2 separate regions of the Oryzias latipes genome follow, and region 1 is linked to region 2. Evidence: chromatin contacts called from public Hi-C data. All regions are on one chromosome and are shown on one strand. The core of a region is the stretch at or near the end of the contact, and the rest is flanking DNA. Distances in the headings are between cores, read along the strand shown. Region 1 holds the start of LOC101170142. Region 2 holds the start of rnf217 (probable E3 ubiquitin-protein ligase RNF217).

Region 1 (6,691 bases), core at 2,944-5,443, 140 kb before region 2:
TCAAATATTTTATTTAATTATTCAAAAGTGTCACGTGACTGTCATTGATGGCTTGTAAACATAAAGTATAAATGTAAAACACTGTCATGAACTGATGGTGTGGGACCCACAAAGCAGAAGACCAGGCTTGGTGGGAGAAGATTGAACATTCAACAGTAAAAGTAAAAGTAATTCCCTTTTCTTATACATGTGCTCCTTTCACCAACTACACTATTCAAAAAATGCATTTGAAAGATATAAATGACAAGTTATGTTAAAAATACTAATGTAATGAAACAAATGAAAAGCTATTTTTTACTGGTCCTTTAAGGGATAAAATCTGAACAGTCAGCTGTTCTACTCACCACCCTCCCAAATACTTTTAGTTTCACCGTCACTGCTACTACTACTGCTACTGCTGCTACTGCAACCACTACCACCAAACAGCTTAAAATCGAAATCACTACCACCACTTCCAGAACAAGAGCCCCTCACATCATCAGGACAAACAGTTGCCCTTCTCTGTACACTTGAACTGAGCTCCAATAATTTATTTTGTATCTGTGAGAAAGCGGCTGAATTTTGACGACATCTTAACAAACCATGAGTTGCCACGTGGAAAAAAACATTGATTTGCAGAACAACATTCGAGTGAAAAAACCACGTTGTGATTGATGTAGTTTGATTGACCTCCTGCACGTGATGCAGCCGCACTAGAATGACAGGTACATCATCTGTGGAGGGCAGGAAAGACACCAAAAGTAAAATTACTCTAAAAAAAATTACTGTAATTATGAGCATTTTATGCAAGAATGCAAACAAAATTTTACTGGAAAAGTCAGTCTTACCAACAATTGAAAATGTAAAGTATCAATGATCTAAATGAGGATTTCAAAAACATTCTTGCAAATCCAAAACATCAATTGCAATTTGGGCATCAATAGCTTCTGTCCTCTTACCACTTATACCAGTCATGGCAGCATCAACATCCGCCCTGGCATGTGAGCCGACGTGGCAGAAAACAAAGACGATCTGGCCATTCTGGCTGCATGAAACGAGCTGAACACGATCCTGAAGGTGAGCCTGGACCTTGGTCATCAGCTGAAGATGGGCATCCCAGGTTCGACCACTGACTATCATCTGGTACATCACTGTGTCAACAGAGACAGACCATCAGCATGATACCATCAGCAGAGATATTTTATGTTTTGTCCAATTATGTTTTTTTTTAATTTAATCTATTGAACATTTCCGTAGATATTTTTACATAGCTTTCTTTCTGTGCACAAATTTTAGAACCTAAACAAAAAGATAAACACATTTTTAACATCAGCCTCTCAAGCAAGCTACCAATATTTTAGAGGTTCAAAATGAAATAAAACTATGACTTCAAAGTGGCAAAGAAAAATAAAGTTAGTCATAGAATTACATTGAGCCGGGTGGACATCAGCTTGGCTGGGGTGGCGGTGCGTTTGGATGCAGGCGGCAGAGCTGCTTGTTTCTGGCAAATCCCCTTCAAAGCAATGACATGATGCTGTCATGATTTGTCAAATTTGCTCATTTCTGCTTCAGCAGTTTGCCTCCACAGACAGTCTCTAGTCATTTCAGAGCCTCTCACAGTTCATCACTCAACCTCTCCTGGGCCTTCAGTCTGTCCAACAGCCCTCTTTCTGCTCATCTTTACTATCAAGTCCTTATTTTTTATTTTGTGCCACATTTTTTACATTCACAGCAGATAAGTTGATAAAACATCTTACAAATAAAATACCCTTTAATGTGGGATTATAATTAAATCACTTTTATAATAATTAATAAAGAACATTTACAAAATGAAGAGAGTTACTGCTAGAGTTACTACTAATGCAAAAAATTCACTCTAAAATTTCAACATTTTCCAAGTTCATTCCTCAGTTATTGTGACATAAATTTCATAAAGTGACAAGCAATGCTTTTGAAAATAAATAATTAAATAAATACAACTATGTTACTGTATTTCTTTTTGCATTTTACCTCAATATAAAAACATAATGGCTGTATTTTTAAAAATATTCTGGATAATCTGCATTTTATTTATGTTTTACAAAAGCCTGCCATGAACTCTCTTTATGTTTTGCTTTTTCCGTAAACATTTTCAGTCATTAATCTCTGCTATAATGCATCATTTCAACTAGTGGAAATGAATTGAAACAAACAAAGAGATCTGCGATGATATGGAATACCCTGCAGTTGTGATGCATCTGGTGTAACCTGACATCTGGTGTAACCTGACAAACTCATCTATAAAGTCACGGTTAAAATTTGTTTGGGGCAAAAAAAAAAAGAAAAGGCTCTCACCAGCTGATGTGGTGAACGTATAATCTATCACCACCCCTAACAAGCGAACTTCAACCAATAAAACAACAGAGCAGAATTTGCTGAGCCAGAATGTTAATGAAACTCTTACTATTGGGAAATGTAACATCTGTTCCATCAACAACCAGCAGCTGGATGTTTCTATGCTTGTCTATTGGTAAAAAGATAACCTCCAAGTCTGTTACGACGAGCGCCTTCCCAGCAATTCAGTTAAGCTCCTCCCTCTTAGACCTGCTTCTTCTTAATATTGCCAGATGCTGGTGGCGTTGTATAACGCTTTCACGTTCTCCAATTGTTAAAAAAGGCTATCAGCATCAGCTAAAACTGATGAAGGACTCATCATTTATTGAAGCATTTATCTTTTCTCTCAACACTATTGCTGCAGCAAACACCCAAGCACGGAAGCGGGACCATCATGATGTGAGTGTTGCATTTAAATCCTATAGCACCTTGTTCCTGCTCCACCTGAGTTTTTCTGATGTCCTCCAGCAGACCAATATGAGCTTCCAGAAAACTCTGAACATGATTTAGTTGAGTCTGCAGATTCCTCAGGACATGGAGGTAGTCAGTCAAAACCGTGTTTTTAGATGGTGCAGCTGGAAAAAAAACACGAGGCATATAGTTAGAATAACAGATAATCACAGATATTTTAAAACTGTGTGTTTAGAGAAAAATATTACCATTTAAAGTAGTATGCGAAATTAAACTTTTGAGTTCCCTCAGAAGACTGTTGAGTGGTTTCTGAGCAGAATAAAGAGAATTCAATCAAAACTGAAATAATGATACGGATGAATCATTTGAGGCCTCCGGTGCAGTTCCAGATCTCTTTTGCTCACCTTTTTGTGTATTATCCTGAAGATTGTCCTCCTCAGCTTCAGATTCTCTGCTCCAGGAAACAGCTCATGCAGGTCTTCTCTGGTCAGTGAGCGGATTTCTGAATCGCTGCAGAAATCTGCTCCTGGTGAAGCAGCGGAGTTAGCAAAAGAATTTCTGCGTAACAAATAGCATTTCTCTGTTCATACTAAAATTTGTAATAGTTTTTATCCTTAAAAGTAAAAAAACTAACAAATGAATTTAGTCACAGCATTACTTTTTGAGCTTTTCTGTTTATCTTTGATTAAAAAGAGCTGAAACGAATAGATTGACGGCAGAAGCTATTTTTGCAGTTATTTCACACATTGGGAATCGGTCACCTACTTTGTAGGACAGAGGCAGCTGTTTCACTTGCCCGCCTTATTTTCCTGAGTAAAACAAACATGACTTTTCCTAAAGAAAAGACAATAATAAAATTAATAGTCAGGTATATGTACATATTTCTAATTCAAAAATGCTCCGGTGTCACAAAAGTCTTTAAAACACAGTGAAGCCTTCACAATGTAAACAACTGAAAATAATTTCTATAATTCAAATTAGTCGTCAGTCATTTTATGCATTGCTTACAAGTACTTAGTGGTTTCATGATAAATGTTTTTATTATTTGTTCATCTGTAAGGGTATTTGTTGCAAAAACATCTTATTTTTAATTTTTAAAGACATTTTACAGTTTATGTCTGCTACTATGCAGTTGTGCTTCATGCAAAATGAAAGTAAAGGACATCTTCAAGCCTGTAAAGCTGCACAAACAGTAGGTCTTTGTACTGAGCACTAAAAGTAATGACATTTTTCACAGCTCAAAAGAGGAGAAACTTGCCTTAAACAGGAACACTGACCAGAGTTTGCCTTGTTGCTTCTGTGGGCTTGTTATGACCTTCACGCTGGGACCCCCAGCTCCGCAGCTAAAGCTATAAGTAGCTTGCGGCCCCTCAGTTTCAGAGTTCAGCCAGAAACAGCACGGCATGTTCCCCCTGCAAAGCCAGCAGGGTGCAGCACCGTTCAGGTTCTGACTCACTTGCACCACTGTCAGACTCACTCTGGCATCTACCGTTACAATGTGAACACTCTGGTTGAAACAGAATACTAAAGGTTGCAACATCTGGACTAATAGTTATTTTTTCAACCCAGAAAAGCAGAGTTTTCCAATTTACAAAAAAAAGGGGATAAATGAAGGGGGAGAAAAAACATACCCTGAAACCAAGAACAGCAAACTGCTTAGTCCCAAAACATGAAGCAGCTCTGTGTGCAAAGCTGTGTGAAAGCGAACTTCCTCTCAGCCTGTCTGCAGACAGAAGTGTTCTTCTCCTATGTCAGACTTTCTGCAGGAGAAAGACAGCTCCCTGTGGCTCAGCTCAGTCTCCCTCGCTGAGCCTTTGATGGAGGAAGAAAGCCGAGTTTCATGTGTATGCGTCTGAGGGTAACAACACTCTCAGCGAAAACATTCAAAGACTCCTACTGCAACAGCTGAACATCAGCTGAGATCCCTTTGATTTGTATCTAGGGGGTGTTTTCAGTGGCACCTCCGAGAGAACACAAAAACAATGATAAATATTTCAGTGTGCAGATGAAGTGTGTGACAGTTCAGTCTGTTGGACTTTAATGAGTGAATGCATTCCTGGTATCATTATATTCCGTTGGAGTAGTGCCCAGCTTTGGCCAGAAGATGGTAATCAGGTACCAGAAGTCTTTGGGATGCTTCCAGTAAATGCAGAAACTTTAATAGAGAAGTTCAGTAGCCGATCTGGCTTCGGGCCACTTCTGGAGGCCAGCCAGGGCTTCTGAGAATTTTGAGACGGAGCCAACGGTTAATTCAAACTGACATCTTGATCCTCCTTGTTGGACTGGATTACAAACATCAAGGTGATTTCAGAGGTGTGTGATAAAACACAATCTATTAAGGAGTCATCTAGTAGCAAGAAAAGTAAGAGAATATAAAAAAAAAGTGATGTCCAGCTTTCTACAAGTATCTAACCTTGCGGTTTGACTCACCAAGTCTACAGCTCCAGCTTTATGAAAAGGTCAAAAATAGAGCAAAGGCTAAAGCTGTGTGGACTCTAATCAATAGGATTTAATGGAAAATCTTTAAGAGAAAAAAGCATCTCCTGTAGGTTCAAAGCTTAAAGGCTACTTTTCATTACAGCTCATTGTGTGATAATGGATAAAAGTAAACAAAAGTTTTGCTGATCAGGTTGTCAGATCAAGCAATCTCAACAAAAATCAATAGGGTGAACAGATCTGCTTCATTGCAAAGTTCCTTAAAAAATGACTCCAGGACACAAAAGGACACTCAGGCTTTGGTGAATTAAGGCTCAGCTTACTTTTTCCATGTATTTCTGTTTTCTTTTCACTTTTAAAGTCCCTTATCTTTTTTAAGATAAATCCATGTATTTAATGTGGCCTATTTTTCTCTGATTTTTCTTCCTCCCACTTTTTTTGTTTCCAAGTTGAAGGTCTTTTTCACTGTCATGGTGCCATGGTTTGTTTTTTTCACCAACTGTTGGTCACATATGCACCATCAGGCGGACTCTCAGTTGTAAGAAATGTAGTTGTATTTCCATGTTTTGCAATGTGGGAATCTTTTCAGAAAACCTTTGACATTTCCTTTTCATAACTGTTCTGTTTTTGTGTATTCTTCACAGGAGCATTTAGGCAGTTTTGTAGCCTGATGGTAATGTTTTGGGTCATTTTGCAATAAAATCTGAGTTAAAAATAATTTGAAAGTGTTATAATTTAGACTTTACACATTTAAGTTAGATATTTTATTATTTATACAATAGCAGTGAGTCTTTTTGCAAAAGGGAGTCAAACTATAGAAAAAACAGAAAAAAAGATTGTTAGGACAGCTGCAGAAGGAAATCCCCTCTTCTTATTTTAACAGCTTAAAAAAGAGAGGATGTTGACCTTTAACATTCAGAATAAACATGACAAAGATGGAAAACAAAACACGCATGTTGACAGCCTTCAAGGGACAGATTAGAGGCATCTCCAAAAATGGAAACCAATAAAAAAATTCCCATTGATCCATTCCTCTTTACATCACAACTATCGCTAACTGCTATGTTTTTATCATAGAGGGATTCAGTTAAAAGGCTCTGTAGATTTCATATACACACACTTGCTAACTGTCGTAGATGTTGCTCTCAATTATAATGCATTCATAAATCAAAAGGTTTGACAGGAACTAAATTAAAACAATGGTGAGTGTAAGTCACCCGATGCAAATATGACAGCTTTATTAGAAAACGAGATTGCTTGAATTTGTCTGAATAAATGGGAGACATTCCTTTTTTTCTATCTTTCTTCTTCTTATTTCTTTGCTTGTTATAAAGCAGGGCTCCCTATCCTTTGACTTGAAGTGGAATGGGGACGCAAATAATGCAGCACAAGAAAAACAGAGATGACCTTTTCTGGACCTCATTTGTGGTCAGGTGACAGTACGGTGCCCAGGATGGGAAGATCCTGTGTTTGTGGAGCGTGCTCAGGCCTA
Region 2 (7,517 bases), core at 1,571-4,070:
TATTTTTTGGTGAGTAAATGATGTGGTTAGAGAAAAAAAAAGTTATTTGTGGTTTTTCTGTCTAGGTCATGGTTGGTCAACAATTAACTTTTGTAGATATTGTTTACACTTTTTATTTAAAGTAAAGGTACGAAGTTTTGCACATGAGCACCTCCAGAGCTTACAGTCAATCCACCAGAAGACACAGGCGAGCCTGGTTCTGTTGAGTTGTCAGTAGATTTATCCCATAGAGCTGAAGGAAGAAGAAAGAAGTGATCTACAATTTACAGGTTTTGCAATAATCACAAATCAGTGTAGCACTGACTGTAAGTTAATGCATCAATGTGACTTTATGCCAGCATATCCAGTAATTCTGTAGCTCTGGAGTGACTGAATTTTGGTTTACAGCTGACGCCAACCATCTATGTACAATAGTTTCTCCTGCAGGTGACTGTATGAAGAGAGCTGGGATTAAAGTAGAGTTAAGGTGGAAAGGCTGCTGTCTTCTCTTTTTGATTTGTTTTTTTTAATTACAGTGACAAATTCTGAGTTGCATGTTTACAGAACTTTTCAATTTTATTTCCCAGGCAATGGGGATTTTTTTTTTAAATAGAGTTTTCTTCTACGGTCAATGGAGGTCTGAATTCTGTTTCACCAATATCCAGATTGTTGGCATTTTTATTTCATCTTTAAATGCTCAAATGTGAACATAAAGCTGCAATTTCAATAAGTGTCAGAGTAAAATGTTTTACCAATTAGTGACAAACATGCTGAGGGAGAAAATTGTTGTTAGAATTCACATGGTTGCATCCTTGAGGTAATTTAAACTCAAAGTTGACATATTTTTGAGTGAAAAAAGTATAAAAAAAACATTTAAGGCTGGAAATATAAGGGTAATAAAATGGTTGCCAGAGTGATGCAAAGAAATTCCGCCGCTATGCATCAAGTGATGCCTGGTGATGTAAAAATGATGTTAATCCGAGTAAGCTTTGTTGCTCTAAGAGCAGAATGGGAAGACGTGAATTTAAATTTTATCCTTATTTGCCAACACAGTTTCGACCAACCAGGTTTCTGCCAGTTTCTTACTGCGCAAAACCATGAGATCTACAAAGTCTCACTACACCATCAAGAAAAATACACTTTATTAAATGTTTTTGAGGCCATTAAGCCATTCATTCATAAAATATGGCTTTAAATATTTACAATAATTAAATTATAACAGTGTGATATCTTTCTATATTTAAGAATTTTAACTTGTTTTTATTAGTGACAGCAGCACATTCAAGTTCCTTTCAAAATAAAATTCATCCTGTGTGTCAAATAAATCTGTATGCTGCAGCAGATTTACTTGAATAAAAACTAAAGTTTAGTGAATCATGGCATTTTCTACTATTATAACTTTGACGCAATGTCATCCTTTTTCTCCTCAAATGTAAGCATGACAACGTTGGTGTAGTATACCTTTTTTTATATATAAAATTTAAATATGTAAATGCCATTTTATAGTTTAAAAACTCTGCCTCTAAACAGCAACTAGACACTGATGTGGAGCAGAAGGTCAGAAAGTGTGTTAAGCCTATTTTAATAGTCAACCACTCTCATAGTCGGATTAAACCTTTTACCGTCGTTATTTTCTGTTTTACGGCATGTTAAAAATCTGTATATAAATGACTACATTTAATTAACTAAAACAAACTAACCAAAACTATTATTATTATTTTAAATACCGTCCAGATTTTTCCTCAAAGCCAAAGAACCACAATAGAGGGATAAAGGAGCTGCATGTGGCTCCAGAGCCTAAGGTTGGAGACCCCTGGTTTAGACTAACATCTGACAAAAAAATATTTCCTGTAAATGTACTTCTAAACAGTTTATGTTGATCATTTTAAATAACAACACATGAATTCAAACTGCAGAAAAGTTATAAGGCTAAACTTTTAAGCGTTTTTTTTATGTGAGAGATTTGTGCTTGTTGCTTATAAAATATTATTTTACATAGGATGACTTTAAAAAGTATTATCAAAATCAAAAAGCTGACACTTGCTGAGCATTTAAGATATAAGAGACTAAAAGTTTTGCTTAATTTGTTTTTGGAGTAAGGAAGGAGGAAAAAAGCTGTTAGGGGTCAACCTGCCCTGTTTTCCTATCATGAAACCTGAGCCGCCAAAGCTGACCTAATGAGACACTCGTAAATCCTAATTCAGTCAGGAATCTGGAGCTGGTCCAAGCTTCGGTTACTATGGAAACACAGATCAGGATGAAAGGAATCTAAACAGTGGATTAACATTACACTCTCACTGTTGAAAAACCAGTTTGGAAAGTGATTGCATTTTCAATGAACTCCTCTGAATTTGACTGCCCATTCGGTTGCAAAATCCTCTGAAGCCAAACATTTATACGTTTTTTTCAAGTAAGATTAGCCTTACTTTAAAATCAAATTAATTAAAGTTGTCCTAATTAAGTATAAAATTAACAAGTGAAAGAACTACTCGTGTACTGGGTAATAGATTGACCAGCAGATGTATTGCCTGATATGATTTCCATTAGGTTTATTTGAACAGCTCCAGTTTACAAATTTAGTTGTGTAAGGATGTTATGCAGAAACAGCAAAAAGGACAAAAATGTCAAATGATTCATAAAGAAAGAAAATATAATTAATATAGTTGTTATAATACATTGTATTCCACAACATCCAGTTTGGTCCAGATAATTTCAACAGGAATCAGGAAAAAGGAAAAAGAAACAATGCACAAATTTACCTAAAAAAAATTTTATTCTGACATTTATGCTTGAATACTTTTTATATACTTGTATTTACTCATCTTTGACACCCAAAATGTAATTATTTAAGCTAAAAATAATGTTAGGTTTGTAGCGCTGATGGGGGAAGGGGAGGGGCATCCCCCGTCGTCCTATCACAGCTCTCCCGTTTGCTTACGTCAACACCCGGAAGTGGCTGTGTATTTTGTTTTGTTTTGGTTGCGGGAGTTGGGTTGACGGCAGGCGAGCAGTGAGAGGTCCGCCCAGGGCAGACCCGCTCGCGCATGGGGAGAGCCACATAGGGGATGGAAGATGACTCACCGGTTGCTCGAGCTTGTACCATGCCGAGGTTTATCAGCGGTTATGACGACGCGAGGAAGAAATTGTCCCGCAACTTACCAACAGAAACTTCCTTTAGGGACGTCAAAGTTAAGCGGCAGGTGAGGTCGTCGAGCGTCCGAGTCAGTAGGTCAAGCTCCCGGTTGTGTCTCGATGAGGACGACGGGGACCCGGAGGAGAGGAGCCGCAGAGAGGTGAAGGATACGGAGGGCAACAACAACAACAACTGCAACGGCGTAGGAAGAGCGAGGAGGAGGGCGAGCGCTGTCGAAATACCGAGGAGGAATTTGGGGGATTTTAAACAACGTCCGGCCCTTCTAGGTGCACACAGTCGGATGCAGCGCGACGCCGAACAAGGAAGCGCGAAAACCGACATTACAGCTGAGAGTGGAGCTGAAAATGAGGAGTGTAAAAACTCAGACGGGGAAACGAGACAACCTGGCTCTAAAAACGAACAGACCTCGAGCGACTTGACTTCTATTGTGCGGAGAGTTGAGAGTGTGACAGCGGAGTGCCAGCATGCATGCGACAGCGGCAGCAACGCAGTCACTTCTTCAGGGGAGCCCTTTAAGGCCAAAGAGCACGTCTACTGCACTGTTTACTGCATCGAGAACGACCGTCATCAAGCACGCGCTGAAAGCACGGACCGCCGCGGTGACGCCACGCAGATTGACCTGGAAACGGGACAGGTGGCCAGCCCGAGCCCGGAGCCGGAGCTCTACTCGCTGGACGACCTGGTGGACCCGTTCGAGGACATCTCCCAGTGGCTGTACAGGGAGCAGGTCGAGGCGGGCACGTTGATGCAGAATTGCCGGGTGTGTCTGGAGGAGAAATCTATCGCTTCCCTGCCTTGCTGCGGGAAGGCCGTGTGTGACGCGTGTCTGAAGCTCTACGTCAGCTCCCAGGTTGGTGGGACAGCGCAGGTGTGCACAGCTGTTTGCATGGATGGTGCTCTGCAGCACATTTCCCATTGTCCCCATTACGTCTGTCTGTTCTTAAGTTATGGAATATGTGTCATCCACTCAGCAGAACACCACTTCACTTAAGAAACTAAAACTTTATGTCATATAAGAATATTTTAGGCCAATACCTGCAGGTTCTGTCTTGTGATGGGTATTTTTTCTGAGATTCTACGTCATGGCTCCAAAACAAACAAACAAAAAGATCTGGCAGGAATGCTTTATGTAACAATAGTTTATGAGATAGTTGGCTAAAACAAAAGTAATTGTTCAGCAATTCTTATACAATACAATTCTTGTATTGTTGCTACAATAATTGAAGGATTGACAGCAGAAAACAAGAAAAAATCCATGACTGTGTAACTGGACTCCTGCAAGGAATTACCCACCGGCTCTTGCTAATCCTAACCTTTTTCATAATATTTTTTTCTGTAGTTCACGTTATTCAAGGTATAAACTGACCGATCAGATGTCTCAATAAAAGAACAGTAATTTTCCGACTACAAGTTGCTTTGGACTACAAGTCAAAGCAGCTGAAAATCCATGATAAAAAAGAAAAAAACAGATAAGCATAGCAAAACATGCTAACAAGTCAACTAAACGCATTAAATGTCAAACTCCATTGAATTTTTCATCCTCTGTGTCGCTTTGGAACGCTCGGCGTGAGACTGAGCGGCGTTTCTGTCAGTTAATACCAAGACACGCCCACAGAGCCCTCTAGCAATTGTTTTTTAAAAACCACATATACTGTAAGTTAAAAAACCATGCAAAAAAAACAGCGATGTATACTCCAAAAAATAAGGTAGGTGGTGCCTGCTGGCCTCCATGTTGAATGTTCAAAATGTTTGATTGACAGATACCCCCAAGCCTGCTTTCCACTGGTAGGGGTATGGACTTCCAACAAGCTTACCCCTGATTGGCAAGAGTCACAGAAACAATGATTCAGACCAATTCAGACCAATGGCTACCTAAACTGACAATATCTCCAGTGGGAGAAAAAAGGGCTGGTGCCAGAAGTAAGCCGTTCATTTTTCTTTGAAGGATGATGACACTCTCACTTTGTCCAGTTCTCTTACACAGGCAATGGAAAAATCCCAATTATTAATAAGCAGGGTCATTTTGACCCGACTACCCTATGTTAATATTACCAGAATTAAACTAAAGGTGGAACGCTGTATTAAATTTACAAAAGATAAAGTCTTAAAATGCATTTTTTGTTGCTACAGTCTAGTTCCCCGAGCAATGTTACTGTCACAGAGATAAGCTGGTTGAAAATGGAGGGGGAGAAAAAAAGACATGGAAATAATCTGGTGTAGGTGGATGGTTTTTCTCCCATTGTACTGCAAATTTAACTTCAGAACATCTTTAGAGATTATTATCAACAAGCCTTTACATTAAAAATCATGATACTGATCTTTATTTTAGGGTAAACACTTGACCTCTTTGTAGCTTAATGCATGTTGAGGTTATTCTCCTCAGCTTGTTCTCAGTCTGTTTGCTTTTTAAAAAAAATCTGTTTTCTGCCTGGCTGACATCATTTTAAGGGAAGCTTTGGTTTTTCCTGACACCCCTTTCCCCACTTAAGCCTGCTGTTTAGTGAAATCACCATATTTATAGATGTTAACCGACCTAAATATAGCAATCTGCTATAACTGAAACTACCCATCAAGACATTGTCGCAAAGATTTTTTTTCTTTATTTGCTCAAGTTTAAATCACATTGAAACACTTTTGATCAGATGTAGTTAGACATATTGCATTTGAAAAGAGAAATCACTGCTTGCTCTCTTGATACATTCTTTCGTTAAGCCAACAACTTGGACAAAAGTGAGACTTCTGGGGAAAAAAAGTTCTTAAAGAGACAGGAACTCAAACCCTCTGAGGCTGGTGGAGGCTGCATAAAGAGTGCAGATTAATGAGTTGTAAGCTTAAAAAAATGTCAAATTTAGTCTTAGTGCACATTTTTAACTGGTCGGATGGAAAAAATTCAAAAACCTATTAATGGGGAGCAAACAGTATCCATGAAGACTATTTTAGAAGACTACAAGACCTGGGAAACCGCAGACGTCATCTTATTTTAGGCTTGTATTCTAGTTTCTGTGTTATTTTTCGTACCTTTGAGATTTTTTTTGTGTGCACTCAACCGTATTTTTAAACATCTTTCCACCACGTGTTTTTTTCGAGGGATAACCTGTCCAACCAGTCTGGCTGCAGCCACCCTGCTAATACCCCTGCAGAGGACACATTTTTACAGTCCGGGTCGGTTGTGTTCACATGCCTACGGTGATATTGGGTGTCGGAAGCTGTCAGAAGTTGAGGCCTTTTGAAGAAAAACCCGGATTTGATCAGAATGAACACACCCTTATCAAGTGTCCTATTGTATTTGTGAGCACCAAGGTGCTGAGAATTGTGGAGTAAAACACATTTTACCTGGAAAAGAAGACGAAATAGAAAATGATTGGTTCTCCTGTTTAACTCCACAAAACAATATCACCAGAGTCAGTGACTGAGGGCCCCTCTGTTCCAATGTTTGCCTGCGTTCCTTAAGAAAACATTAACCTTCCTCTTTGTCCACGTCTTTCTTCAGTCTCCACCTCAATCTGCCTACTCCTGCTTGTCTGTGGTGAATTATTCTCTCAATCCCATCAGGGCTGTGAATATGTTCTTTAGGGAGTTTTAATGCTGATAAGTAAACCTTTTAATTAGAGAAACTCCAGTCAAGCCAATATTGCCAAACGTGCACACATGCTGAAAAGCTGATGATGCAGGGAGAAAGCATGGAAGGCAATGACGTGTCTTCTTGGCCCAAAACATGCTAAACCTGCTCTAGTTGGGTTAACAGTGTGTAGGTTCTTACTTTTTTTTTTTTTTTTTTTTTTTTTTTTTTTTTTTTTTAACTTGTCCTGTCCAACAGCTAGGCAGACAGATGAGAGCTGAGGGCCTCTTGGGTTGGACATATTTTACTTTAACAAGAGGGGTTATTAATCTTCAGACAAACCAAAGGTATGTCTGAATAAACCCCTTTTGTAATTGAGGCCAAACTTTATTAATTTCAAACATGTCTGAAAATCTTTGGTGTTGGACCGGACGGAAAAGGAAAGAGGGGAAGAAGAAAGAGGGACGTTAGAGAGAGGGGGGGTAGGGGGTGATAATAGGAGGGGAAGGGGGATAAGACCATGAAGCAGCATAAAGCAACAAGTTTACTGGTTGTTAATCATTATGGTAAGGTTCAAATGTAAAAAAAAAAAGCAAAAAAAAAAAAAAAGGGCGGAGCCTGTCCACACACACACTCAAATGTTATAAACACACCTGTTAGTTGCAAAAATGTCCACCTGTCGACATGTACACAAAACAGATAGTGTTCACACGCATACTTATGCCTTAAAACCAACTAGTGTGAAATATTTCAGTCATTCAGTCTGTTGAGCTGACACCTGTGCTCAGGTGAGTGTTTATGTTCTTCTAAAATGGATGGTGGAAC

The links. A called contact is a pair of places that touch in the nucleus more often than the background predicts.
Region 1: a Hi-C map of fibroblasts shows a contact between it and region 2, with 2.7 times the contacts expected there. The contact joins the promoter of LOC101170142 here to the promoter of rnf217 in region 2. A contact is called at or near these places in 3 of 5 Hi-C or Micro-C datasets (embryo and fibroblasts).

What each region holds. Positions count from the first base shown.
Region 1 is chr24:15,796,516-15,803,206 of ASM223467v1, reverse strand. LOC101170142 reads right to left here and starts at 4,193. Exons shown (of 21, transcript XM_023952777.1): 1 at 4,022-4,193; 2 at 3,529-3,597; 3 at 3,168-3,289; 4 at 3,012-3,072; 5 at 2,781-2,927; 6 at 1,409-1,492; 7 at 939-1,130; 8 at 1-713. The coding sequence starts at 3,589. The coding sequence ends at 337.
Region 2 is chr24:15,657,060-15,664,576 of ASM223467v1, reverse strand. rnf217 (probable E3 ubiquitin-protein ligase RNF217) reads left to right here and starts at 2,820. Exons shown (of 7, transcript XM_004083852.4): 1 at 2,820-3,983. The coding sequence starts at 3,045. nkain2 (sodium/potassium-transporting ATPase subunit beta-1-interacting protein 2) reads left to right here. Exons shown (of 8, transcript XM_004083732.4): 8 at 1-473.